3 separate regions of the Sus scrofa genome follow, and regions 1 and 2 are each linked to region 3. The links are chromatin contacts, called in public Hi-C maps. All regions are on one chromosome and are shown on one strand. The core of a region is the stretch at or near the end of the contact, and the rest is flanking DNA. Distances in the headings are between cores, read along the strand shown.

Evidence for each region. Hi-C and Micro-C count contacts between places; a contact is called where the count stands out from the background.
Region 1: a contact with region 3 is called in a Hi-C map of embryonic fibroblasts, with 1.9 times the contacts expected there. The contact joins the promoter of SLC7A1 here to the promoter of LOC102165571 in region 3. A contact is called at or near these places in 1 of 47 Hi-C or Micro-C datasets (embryonic fibroblasts) and 1 of 2 datasets of contacts at active chromatin or transcription factors (alveolar macrophages).
Region 2: a Hi-C map of liver shows a contact between it and region 3, with 4 times the contacts expected there. The contact joins the enhancer-like site here to the promoter of LOC102165571 in region 3. A contact is called at or near these places in 3 of 5 promoter capture datasets (fetal skeletal muscle and liver), 9 of 47 Hi-C or Micro-C datasets (blood, embryonic fibroblasts, fetal heart ventricle and 5 more) and 2 of 2 datasets of contacts at active chromatin or transcription factors (alveolar macrophages and skeletal muscle).

The regions. Positions count from the first base shown.
Region 1 is chr11:6,603,217-6,607,305 of Sscrofa11.1, reverse strand. SLC7A1 (solute carrier family 7 (cationic amino acid transporter, y+ system), member 1) reads left to right here and starts at 2,652. Exons shown (of 13, transcript NM_001012613.1): 1 at 2,652-2,938.
Region 2 is chr11:6,917,073-6,921,151 of Sscrofa11.1, reverse strand. The region is part of intron 2 of LOC106505250 (a long non-coding RNA gene); the gene reads left to right. Among named protein-coding and RNA genes, the nearest start is that of KATNAL1, 150 kb to the left of the region's middle. Within about 2 kb of position 1,596, at least 2 of the 83 cell types and tissues checked have an H3K27ac peak or open chromatin away from gene starts, as enhancers often do. A contact at or near this core is called in liver, where this site is marked.
Region 3 is chr11:6,761,528-6,765,244 of Sscrofa11.1, reverse strand. It overlaps LOC102165571 (formin-like protein 3), which reads right to left and starts at 2,101. Exons shown (of 2, transcript XM_005668309.3): 1 at 1-2,101. The coding sequence starts at 2,076. The coding sequence ends at 1,507. UBL3 (ubiquitin-like protein 3) reads left to right here and starts at 1,633. Exons shown (of 5, transcript XM_003130919.4): 1 at 1,633-2,763. The coding sequence starts at 2,737.

The DNA of each region.
Region 1 (4,089 bases), core at 1,403-3,902, 160 kb after region 3:
TGGTATTTTATAAGAACGTGGTCATTTGTTCAGCCCGGTACGACAATCCCTGTCTTAGAGCATGAGGAAAGTGAACTCTGGAGAAAGCTGAAATAACGCGCCCGGGCGTATGCGGCTTAGAAGGTGCACGGCCAGGAGCCGAAGCCGTGTTCTCTGACCCTAGAGCCACACGCCTCGCCCACGAGAACACTGCCTGGAAACACTTTAGACTAGGGGTGGACCCATTGCCTCGATCTGCTTGACCAGAACTGTGGTTAACTGGGTACTTGCTCTATGTAAATTTCTGCCAGGTTCTTTACGTGTGTATGTATTTCTATGTTAATATAATACATTCTACAAGCAGTTTTAGAGTCACAGAAAAACTGAGGGGAAAGTATGGAGAGTTCCCATATACACCCTGCCCCCTACCCAGTCTCCCCCAGTATTAACCTCCTGAATTATTATGGTATATTTGCTACACTTGATGAATCAATGGTTGACATGCTATTATTAGCTAAATTCCATCGTTTACATTAAGGGTTAGTCTTTGGGTTGGATGGTCTATGGATTTGGACAAATATATGCCTTATTTATCCCCCGTGCAGCACCACTGAGCAGTTTCGCCGCCCTAAAAATCCTCCATGTGCTACCTATTCACCCCTCTGCCCCTTTCCCCCACAAGCCTCTGGCAACCACAGATCATTTTACTGTCTCCATGATTTTGCTTTTACCAGAAGTTGGCATCATACAGTATGTCTTAAAAGAGGACACACACAAGTGCTTTTAGGGTCTAAATTCCAGCGTCTCCTTTCCTTAATTGTCTTTGGCATCGCGGCTCCATTGCCCTTTGATTCTCATTGAGGTTGCCGGTCACTCATGATCCCTCTAGACCTACAGTGTGAATTCTAACCTGCCTGAAATTTAGCGTAACTTAGAACACTCAGCCAAGGCTTTTCTTTCTTTCTTTCTTTTTTTTCTTTCAGCTTTTTCTATTTTCCTAACTTTTTGCTGAGACCTTGGGTATCATATTATTTTTCCTGGTTCACACTGAATTTTTTCTGCCAGGACGTTGCTGCTTCCAGGCCTTGTCAGGGAGAGCCTCCTATGGTCTTTCTGAAGGCGAATCCTGCTGGGTGGGACTGCTGAAAGCCTCCTTGGTTAAGCTCTACCCATCTGCCCAGCAGGGCTCGGAACACTTGCTGGCCGAATTTACAGATATTAACTCCGTGTTCCCTCTCCGTGTTGCCCACGCAGAGCATTATAATCTACCACACTCTACTTTACCTCCAAGAGTCTTTTAAAGAAAATCCTGCAGTCATATTTTGAGCACTGAGGGATATTTTGATAAGAATATGAAATTTATAATCTCCCAACAGGGTGAAATAGCTTGCAGAAAACCACACCGCGATTGAAGTGGTAGAATTCAGATTCAAATCCAGATCAAGTGCAAAGACGAAGTTGGTGGGCCTTGAATCACACCAGGCTTCCTAAGGTGAGATACTGTGACGGCTGGCTGGGTCAGAGGGTTGAGGAAGCTGTGTGGGGTTCAGGAAAAGCCTCCACAGGAGACCTTCTGAAAGCAACTTGAGAACATCAATTCATCGGTTGAAATGATATACTGCTGAAACTCATTGTTTTAAAATAAGGCATATATAGTTCTTTATTATAAGGTCAAGCATTGTTCAAAGTGTCTTGCAAATACTAGCCCATTTCTGTGTGTTCATTAAAACGTTTTCTGAAGCCAGCACCCTGCAATTATAGGCTTTACAAACTGCTACTGTAATTCCAAGAGTGCCAAACCCAGTGGCTGACAATGAGCCCCCATCACTGACCAAGGAAATCTGAGGGGTGCGGAAGCGGGCAGGAGGTGTGGAGGGGATTCAAAGGAGTGGACAACGGGCTATCGTTTTTCCTGTTTTCCTACAAAGTTACAGAGGAGGCTGGCAGGATTAATCTATCACCTACTTACCTCTCATGTCACAGGTTACTGGATCTCTAAAGACTGTGGTTCTTGCTTGGTTTTTTGGAGCAAAGAGAGACAGCAATGACGGAGCCTGTGAGATAAGCACTGTGGACTCCTGCTACAGTTTCTGCCACCTCTGGGGGAGTAGCTCCGGAAGTAGTCGCTGTGACTTGCCCGCCAGCCAGGTGCTCGTCCTACCGCCAGGGCACAGGCAGGCTCAGGCTTCCGGCCCTTCCCGAAGAGGGGCAAGGTAAGTTATTTATGAAAATAAGGGAAGAGGAATAAAATATTCCAATGATAAAGAACGAAGATTTATAATAATTAAAAAAACAACAACCCTTGAAGCGGCCCCCCCCCCGTCTCTTAGTCTAAGAAGCAAACTGGCCGCTGGCTAGCACCGGTCCGGAGGGCGTCCAGGGGCCACGAGGGCCGGGCCTGCGGTGGTAGCTGCGGGGACCGGAGGATGCGGTCGGGCGGCGCGCTGGGATTGGCGGAGAGAATGGCAACAAATGGGCGGGGCGACCGCCTCGGCGGCGGCAGGCACCGCCCACCGCGGGGGAATCCCAGGTTGGGGCGCGGGGCGCGCGAAGACGCCGCGCCCCGCCCCCCGCCCCACCCCTCCCGCCGCCCGGGCCGGAGCCGCCACCGCGCCGCGCTGCCATTGGTGCCCGGCGGTGACGCGGGCAAGAGGGCCGGGGGCGGCCGGGGGCGCGGGGCGCGGCTGATGAAACCGGCGCCGAATCCCGCCCGCCTTCGACTCTCCATTCAGTCGGCGCGGGCAGGTGTGATCGGCCAGTCAGCTGCCAGCGGGGCCTGCGGCTGCCGGGCGTCCGTTACCCGAGCTCCCACTCGCGCTGCTGCTCCCCGTGCGCCGCATCTCCGCCCGAGCGTCCGTCAGTCCGGCCACGCTTCCATCTGAACGTCCGTCAGTTCGGCCGCTCGTGCGTGGGTCCAGTCCGGGTCTTGCCCGCATCCCGCCGCCCGCCAGCCAGCCGGGTAAGTGCCCGGCCTCCGCCGGCGCCGGGGCAGCTGCCCCGCTCCGGGTCACCTTGCGGGGGAATCCCGGCGCCGCGTGGGGCCGCAGGAGGGCGGCGCGGGTCCCGGGCAGGGGCGTTGGTATCCCTTTGGATGGGCGGGGGCCGGGTGGCTGGTGCCGCACGCGGGCCGGTGCCCATGCGGTTGTCTCTGCCACGGAGTCCATTTTGGTTCCCTGAAGGCGCGGCGTGGTGCATGATGCAACACCAAGTGAGTAAACGTGGGCGACCTGGCGCTTAGGGGATGCCGACCCCGCGCTCCCTGTCGGGCACCCGGGCGCGGGGACGTAGGGGTGGTCGCGGTGGGCAGGGGGCGGGGAGCAGGCACGGGCCCGGCAGGCATCCGGAGACCTTCCCTTACATGGCGCGGAGCGGAGCACCCCGCCCCGCCACGAGGTCCACGATGTGTCATCGGCCGCGGGTCGGAAGCCCGCCGGGTGGCTGGAGGGTGGTCCTGCGGCAGGTGGCCGGCCGGGCCGGCGCCGCCCACGCCGCACGCCGGCCGCGGCGCCCACCTCCCTGGACCCCGGACGCGGCCGGCTGGCCTGCACCTCTCATCTGCATTCCCCTGGGTTATTTAAGGGAAGTTCCCCCCTCCCCCCCCGGCCCGGGTGGGCTTCCTTGTGACCCAATTGGGCCCTTAAAGGCTGGGTGGTTCAATACTTCCAGATGGGTTGGAGGGGAACGAAGTTCTTCCGGCTTCACCAAGGCAACCTATTTTCCCTGTGTTCCTTTCTACGTAGCAGAAAACTCCCCAGGCCAGGCAGGTCACGCCGTCATTCTAAAACCTGTGTGTACACAGCAGCAGTCTCTGTAGTACTACTACCGCGTGCTATTTTCGCTCCTTCCCCTTTTTGGTGGCTGTGGGAACCAGATAGAGTCCTGTGTAACTTGATTAGGCTAGCCGGACAAGTGCCTTCTGGCAGAAAAAATACACTTGCCAGAGCTCACCTTTTTTCCCCCTAAATAAGCTCTTTAAAATGTGACCAGGAGAACTGTTATGTTGGCCTCTGGCTGCATTTCCTAATTGTGTTTAATTTGAATTATAATTTATTTGGGATTTATCGTAATCGTGTCTCGCCATTTACTGTTGTGTTAAAATAATAGGAAACC
Region 2 (4,079 bases), core at 347-2,846, 160 kb before region 3:
CTACCAAATATACTAAGTCTGTGGGGGAGGAGCTGGGGTGGGCTTTAGGCACCAGCTTGCCCTGTGCTTCTGCTGAGCTGTCAGTTTCTCTGGAGCTTCTGGAAGAAAGGCGCTCTCTTCTCTATTTCGGGGGTGGGGTGGGAATGAGGTCGTGAGGTCTGGACAGCTGCAGCCCTTTTGCTTTCATGAAATGAGAACCTAGGTGGCGGGGTGCAGCCTCAGGACAAAGCCTCATGTGGAGAGCAGATCAGAGGCAGAGAGGAAGTGGCCCCGGTGACATCACTAAGCCCCAGCATCAAGCCTCTCCTGATGAAAAACAGCCTTGTCTCCAGACTTTTCCGTTATGAAGGCAATAAATCCTCTCTGTTGTTTAAGGCGCTTTGAGATGGGTCCTCTGTCACATACAATATTAAGAATTCTAACTGATAGACTTCCATTTCCTGAGACAAACTGAGTATGCCTGTATCCTCACAGCCTGAAATTGCCTAATTTATAAAGTATTTAATGACGTTTCCAAGGCAATCCGTTATCTGGCACCCTGGGCCATCTCTGATTGCCTGCGATGCTTCTACATCTAGAAATAAACTGTCAAAGCAAGAAGTATGTCCTTGGACTACATCGTCCATGATAACAAACACATTATTGTGTGTTTCAGTTACTCTTCATTATGTGACTCTTGAATAAATTTGGCTTCAATAGACGAAGGGCGTAACGAGGAAATATTTCTTACGGTTAAAGTGATGACAGGGTTGGTTCATTGGATCATTCGTTTGGTAGACACATGCTGAGGGTTCACCATGGCCTGGGCACCTCGCTAGGCTCGGGGTGGGGATAGAGCGAGGGGCAAAAAAGACGTGGTCTTGGTGCTCCTAGAAGTGATGGGCTAATGGGAGAGACAGACGTTAAACCGATAGCAAATAATCACACAGATAAATGACAAGTGTCTGTTATCGAGAATATTGGATGAAAAGAAAGGGCTGAGTAAATAGCAGTGGTCTCTAACCTATAGGAAGAGGTTAGAAGGGGCCCCTCAAAGATGACTTTCCAGAGAGCTGAAAACTGAGTATCTCTTAACCGGGCAGAGAGTGGAGAGGACAGTGCAGGCAAGAAGACGAGCATGTGCAAAGGCCCTGAGGCATGAAAGAGCTTGACTTACTGGGGTCTTGAAAGAAGGCCAATGTCATCAGTGAAGTGAGGGAGGGTCCGGCAAGGACATGGGGGCCCTTGGAGTCCTTGTTATGGATTCTATACGGTGCCCTAAGTGAAATGGGCATCACTGAAGGTGACTGGAAGCAGGATCGACATGACCTGAGTTGAGTTTTTAAAACGGTCTCTGGCTACTGTGCAGAGCGTGCATCAGGGAGGCCAAGGGGAAAAGCAATGAGACCAGCAGGGGGCGTTGCAGGAATCCAGGCAAGCGTTTCTGGGCCTGTCTCAACCCGGGCTGCGGGGTGGAGAGTGTGGAAGGAGTCGAGACATTTTTCGGTGGAATCTATGAGGTTTGGGAGCGGACTGCTTCTGTTACGTTGCGGGGAGTGAGAGGGAGGAGCTGGCACTGAGTTCACCTGGGGTTTGATCTGCATGGACGTAGTTTGTCAAAAGAGGCAGAACTCTTGTTTTCCTGTCTCAGAAAACTCTGAACTCTGTCCTCTGGACTGAACTCTGTACAAATAAGCTTTTCTAAAGATATCCAGAAGTCACCCGAATGTGGGCTAACATGTCGCACTCTTTCTGGAAACGCATGGAGAGAAAGGGGACCAGAGCTGGTGCAATGCTGGTTGGGAGAATCTGGCAAACAGGATGAGAAATTCTTGCCACTAGGATCCTCCTTTGCCACCTCTCATGTTCTTGGTTTAGACCAATAGCCTCCCATTTGGCTGCTGCCTCGAACCCTGGGCAAGATTGAAGAATAGACAAGAACAGCCATGGCTCACAGCCTCTCAACCCTGGGGACATCCCAGGCTCAGAGTTTTTTTTTTTTTTTTTTTTGGCCACCCTCACAGCATGTAGAGTTTCCCAGGCCAGGGACTGAATCTGGGCCACAGCACTAACTAGAGCTATAGCAGCACAATACTGGATCCTTAAGCCACTGAGCCACCAGGGAACTCCAGACTCCAAGTTTTTTATTTTGAATTTCTTTAAAATTTTCATTCCCTTGGTATATTTCATTCTCTTCTCTTTTTTAATTTATTGACTTATTTTCAACAAACTATAGTAACAACTGTATCAAAGAACATTTTGGAAAATGTAGTCACGATTCCATTGCCCAAGTATGAGAGTGGTCTTCGTTTTTGCTTTTTATTTTTTGATTTTGCTTAAAACCTTTCATTCTTCAGTGCATTCATTGAGTTCGAGATGTTCTCATGGAGCATATATTATGTGCCAGGCATACAGAAGTGCGCAAAATGGACAAAAGTCAACAAGCATGCATATTTCAAAGAGCTCTAATATAGCGTAAATGCCATTCTAAATTAATCTCTATGAATTTTAAATGCATCTTTCTTAATTACCATTTAATGCCTGCATGTTATGCCAACATGTTAATATAATTCATGAAAACATTCACCAGTTGGGCATGTGGGCTCTTTGCAAACAGGGACTACAAAGATTTTGTACCTGTGTCCCCAGCCCCTAGCAGAATGCCCTACAGATAAAAGGTGCTCAGTAAATATTAGCTGAATAAATAAAGTTTCTTTGTCTCCAGTTGGGGAATGGCAATTACGCTCCGACAATCATCTTTGTACCTGGTGGCTTCAGCTTCTGTTGCATTATTTCTTGAAGACAGATCTCTTCAGACTTGCCCATTAAATTTCTAGCAGTGGTGGAAAATGAACCTTCGGGGCTGGCAGGGTATAAATGGTGACTAAGATATAGAAGTATATTTAAATATGATGTAAATGACTTGGATCTAGAGAAAATTTTATGAGCTCTTGCTTCGAATCCTTTCTGTTCACATCCGTACGGCCCTGGAAAAGGTCACTCCCGGATTAGGCCAGCACAGCAGGTGTCAGAAGCATTCCTGAGAGTGAGAGCTGAGGCCAAAGGATGTTCATCCTGATAGTTCTTTTACAGTTACTTAACTTGCATTTTAGCGCTCTTGTTACTGCCAGAAACATCACTGTATGAGCAGACGTGGTTTTTTGTTTGTTCGTTTGTTTTTGTCTTTTTGCCATTTCTTGGGCCGCTGCCGAGGCCTATGGAGGTTCCCAGGCTGGGGGTCGAATCGGAGCTGTAGCCACCGGCCTATGCCAGAGCCACAGCAACGTGGGATCCGAGCTGCGTCTGCAACCTACACCACAGCTCATGGCAACGCCAGATCCTTAACCCACTGAGCAAGGGCAGGGACCGAACCCGCAACCTCATGGTTCCTAGTCGGATTCGTTAACCACTGAGCCACGGCGAGAACTCCTGAGTAGACCTGTTTTATCCCAACCTTGCCAGTGCTGGATGTTGCTATGGGTTGAATTGTGCTCCCCCAAAGATACCGAAGTGCCCCCCCAGGACCTGTGAATGTGACCTTATTTGGAACTAGGTTTTTGTTGTTGTTTCTAATGGCTGCACCTGCAGCATATGAAAGTTTCCAGCTACGGTTGAATGGAAGCCACATCTACCACCTACACCACAGCTCATGGTAATGCTGGATCCTTTATCCCACTGAGCGAGGCCAGGGATCAAACCTGGATCCTCACGGATGCTAATCAGGTTCTTAATCCACTGAGCCTCAGTGGAAACTCTGGAAACAGTGTCTTCATCGATGATCAAGTTAAAATGAGCTCACGTTAGAGTGGGGTGGCCCTTACCCAACGTGACGGGTGTCCTTATAAAAGGAGCAATTTGGACGTGGTGACAGGGACACACACAGGAAGATGTCACGTGAAGGTGAAGGCAGAGATCAGGGTGAAGTGTACAAGGAACGCGTATCGCTAGACGCTAGGAGAGCGGCCTGCACAGCTTCCCCTCTAACTCTGCCGACACCTTGACCTTGGCCTTCTGACCTCCAGAACTGGGACAGACTATTTCTATCATTTCAGCCGCCCAGGTCGGTTGTGATACTTTGTTACAGCAGCTCGAGCAAATAA
Region 3 (3,717 bases), core at 852-3,351:
GCCGGGGCAGCAGCTGGGTGAGAGGTGGGGTTTGGAGTGGGGTGGAGGGCCACGTCTGTGAGCAAGAGCCTTCGAAACATGTTCCAAAGTTCCTTCTGAACTCATCCATCAGTGGAAGCATCTCCAGCTGCCCTATTTCCTGGAGGGCCGGTAAAGAAGGCTCTGTGATGGCCAAACATGGAGAATGGGGCCAAGGAAAATCTTACAGTTACAGACTCAGACATATCTAGACCAAGTCCTGAAGCTAATTGGGGCAGCTTTGGGTCTCTTTTCTTCTGTCTTTTGGTCTCTTGGGGATTCGATCTACCCTCTTCCTCCGTGGTCACCACCCTAACGTGCCGCAGGATGATGTAGGCCCCAAGAAGTGCTTGGGATTTCTCCAGCCAGACTATTCAAGAGGCAGGTACACGACACATCCTGTGAGTTGCCATCCTGATGAGACACACCTGACTGGAGCGATTGCCGTGGGGAATGACAGAGGCTCCTAGACAATGGAGGACAGCGCCTGGGTTACTCATTTTTAAACTCCCAGTGCCTAGCAGAGTGTCTGGCATGTTTGAGGAATAAATCAGTAGTAAAGTGTCACATCAGATGATGCAGTATTATTTACCAAGTGATTTATTTTCCATGCATGAACTCATCCTCGCAGCTGCCCCTACTTTACCCCTGGAAGGTAGGCAAGACTGTTTTACAGGTGAAATCACAGAGCTGTCGGTTAGAGAGGAGGCTTTCAGACTCTAAATCCATTGGCATTTTTGTACAGGTGTCTTATTGAGGCAACCCTGCCTAAAATACTCGGAGCACTGAGAGATGTAAGTGGAGAGTCAGATAGACATTTGTGGTCTCTGCGTTCTGTTCCTAAATCTGGGGGAGATCTTGTCTGCATCTAGCTCTCTCACAAATGGTATTATTTTGTGCTGTTTGCTAACCACGGGCAGGTGTAGACGTTTTCAATTACATTTTGAATTGAAATAGCATTTCAGGGCTAGCCTGGTAAGCCCCATGTGGTTCGTAGTAGCTATTTCCTGATAGAGATTAGAAACTACTGTTTGTAATACAGTTTTGGGTTCATATATTGTTGTATCTAATACAGTTTTTGGTAATTTCAATTAACTAGATTGTAGCTTTATGGCCCTGGGTCTTCAAGAAACAATGTTCAAACATTCTCCCTGCTTAATGATATCCTTACTGTTGTTGAACTTCTATGACCTTATTGGAAATCAATGATTGCTTCTGATCTTCCAAATGTCTGGTTGAGGAGAGACCAAGATGAAATCACTATACAGAATGCTTTGAGATTGCAGGATGTGGAGAGCGTACTGTCGTTAAAATGAATGATTCCGCTTGGAGGTAAACCATATTTTAACTCTGCATGTGTAGTGTGCATGAAGGAATTTCTCTGTGCAGAGTGATTTTCCCCCAATAATTTGCAGGATCACAGCACTCCCAGTAGCAGGTATCACCTAGCTCGTGCGCAGTCGCTCGGCTAAAGCGAGCTTTCCTCTCCTAGCAACTGTTGCTAAGAGAGGCGTGGCTTCGGAGTCCCGCGAGGAGGCGTTCGGGGGCCTCAGCGCGTAGACTACACTTCCCGTGATGCTCGAGGGTGGTCTTGGTGGTGACGCACTTAGTGTCCGCGGAGCGGGAGGGGGAGAGGGAGCGTGAGGGCCAGGGCGGGGGCGGCGGCCGCGAAGGGGGCCCGTGCTTTCTCCGAGTCGCAGACTCGCGCTCGGGCAGCCGCCGCCGCCGCCGCCGCCATGTTGGCTTGAGGGCCGATGACTGGGGGCGGCTGCGGCGCCGGGGACTGAAAAGTGGAGGAGGAGGCGGAGAGACAGAGCTCTGAGAGGAAACCCTTCCCGGGCTGAGAGGAAGGACCCGGCCTCTTCCGGGGACCAGCCGAAGTCGGCGTCGCGGGGAGCTCGCGAGGCCGGGGAGGGGAGGGGAAGGCGGAGACGGGGGAGGCGGAGGCGGCAGAGGAGCGCCGAGAAGCCGGAGGCGATGCGCCCCGAGCCCCGCGGCTGCCCCGAGGCGCCCGCGGCCTGAGCCCCGACGGGCCGTGGGGTCTCCAGCCCGCCTCATCTCCCCGCGCCCCCGGTTCGCCGCTCGGCTGCCCGGCCCGGGCTTGCGCTGCGGCTCCCAACGAGTTAAATGCCCTTGAGCGCGGGTTTCCGCGGCCCGGCTCGCAGCCCCGGCCGCGCGAGCTGAGCTGTTTCCCCGCGCCGCCCGCCGGGGGACGCGTCCATGTGTAGCCACATAGTTATCTGTGTACCTCGGCGCCGGGGCATTCGCCTCCTGCTTAATGAGGACTTGACTCGGGAGCAAGTGTGAATCACTGCCGGGCTGGGAGAGGAGGCAGGCGATTTAACCCCCTCCCACCCCGCTCCATGTCCGTGTGTCACTCGGCTCGGTCCACCTGGCGCGGCCGGTCCTGGGGCGGCTGCTGTTGCTGCGGCGGCTGCTGACGACGACGACGGCGGCGGGGCTGCCGCTGCCACCCCGAGAGTTCCCTCCCGCTCCGGCCGCTCGGCTCCCGGCGACTGTTCCTCTTCGCTCGGAACCTCGGCCAGGCCGGCACTTGGGCTCCGAGAGAACTTATTTTTTTTTGGAAAGCACAGCTCGAACCGTTCAGGATCCCGAAGGTTGATTTCCGTAGCCCGAAGACTTCTCTTTTTGGTTCGTCTTTTTTGATTTTTTTTTTTTTTTTCTTCGCCAGTATCTGGGTCTATCTCAAACGGCAAGATGTCCAGTAATGTCCCGGCGGATATGGTAAGTGAAGGATAAGAGTTACGACACCCTTTGATTTACTTGTGGTTTCCAATCTTTTTTAATCGGAAAGGCTGCAGGCGTGGGGTGAAGGTTGCTGGCGGGGGACGGTTGAAAAGCCGCGGTGCGGGGACGTGGCTTTGGCCAAGTTGGGGGTTCTGCTGGCCCTCGTGTGGGAAGTACTGCTTCTAATACGGTTTTTCTCGTCGGGCTGTGTTTTCTACATGATTAAAGACGATGGAGAAGTTGGGAAAATGTAGCAAGGTGGCTCGAAGTGGCGAAGAGCTCTTCCTCTTTGCTAGCAGTCTCTGAGCACTGGTGTCTTGGAGCTTCTGAAAACGTCAGTGGCCGTGGGCAGCGCTGAGGACGGATGTCCCTACAGATACCGAGGTGGCCAGGAAAACGGGGATCTTGGCTCGGTGACACGGGTGGTTAATGCAGTGGGTACTAGCTTGCTATTTCCAAGAGCACAGCCGCAGTATCCGGTCGAGGGAAGACTCGATTAGGATTTGCTGTGAGCTTTCTGAAACGTCTGGGTGAACAAGGATGGCAGGCAGAAATATGAACACGTTTTGGAATTGTCACAAATCTAGGCTGACTCGATTTTGCCACTTGTAATGAATGTGCCAGGACTCTTCGTACCGAGTATTTAGTAGTATTACATCATTGGACTTTTAAAAGCTAGTAAAACACATTATTGATTGAGCCTTGGTCCTGCACTGTTGAGAAGTGGAAACAAAAAGTACTCTTGTTGATTGACGCGTTTCTTTTTGCTTATAAAGGCTGAGCTTAGGAGACTGTCGACTAACAGGAACCGTGTGGGTTTACAGTGCTGGGAGGTGGGTTCGTGGGAGTGTTACATTACCCTGTGCCGTCCTAGGGGCAAACCTAATGCACTTAATGGGAAGATGAATGGTTTTGTTTATGAAAGAATTAAAGTTAACATAGTTGTACTCG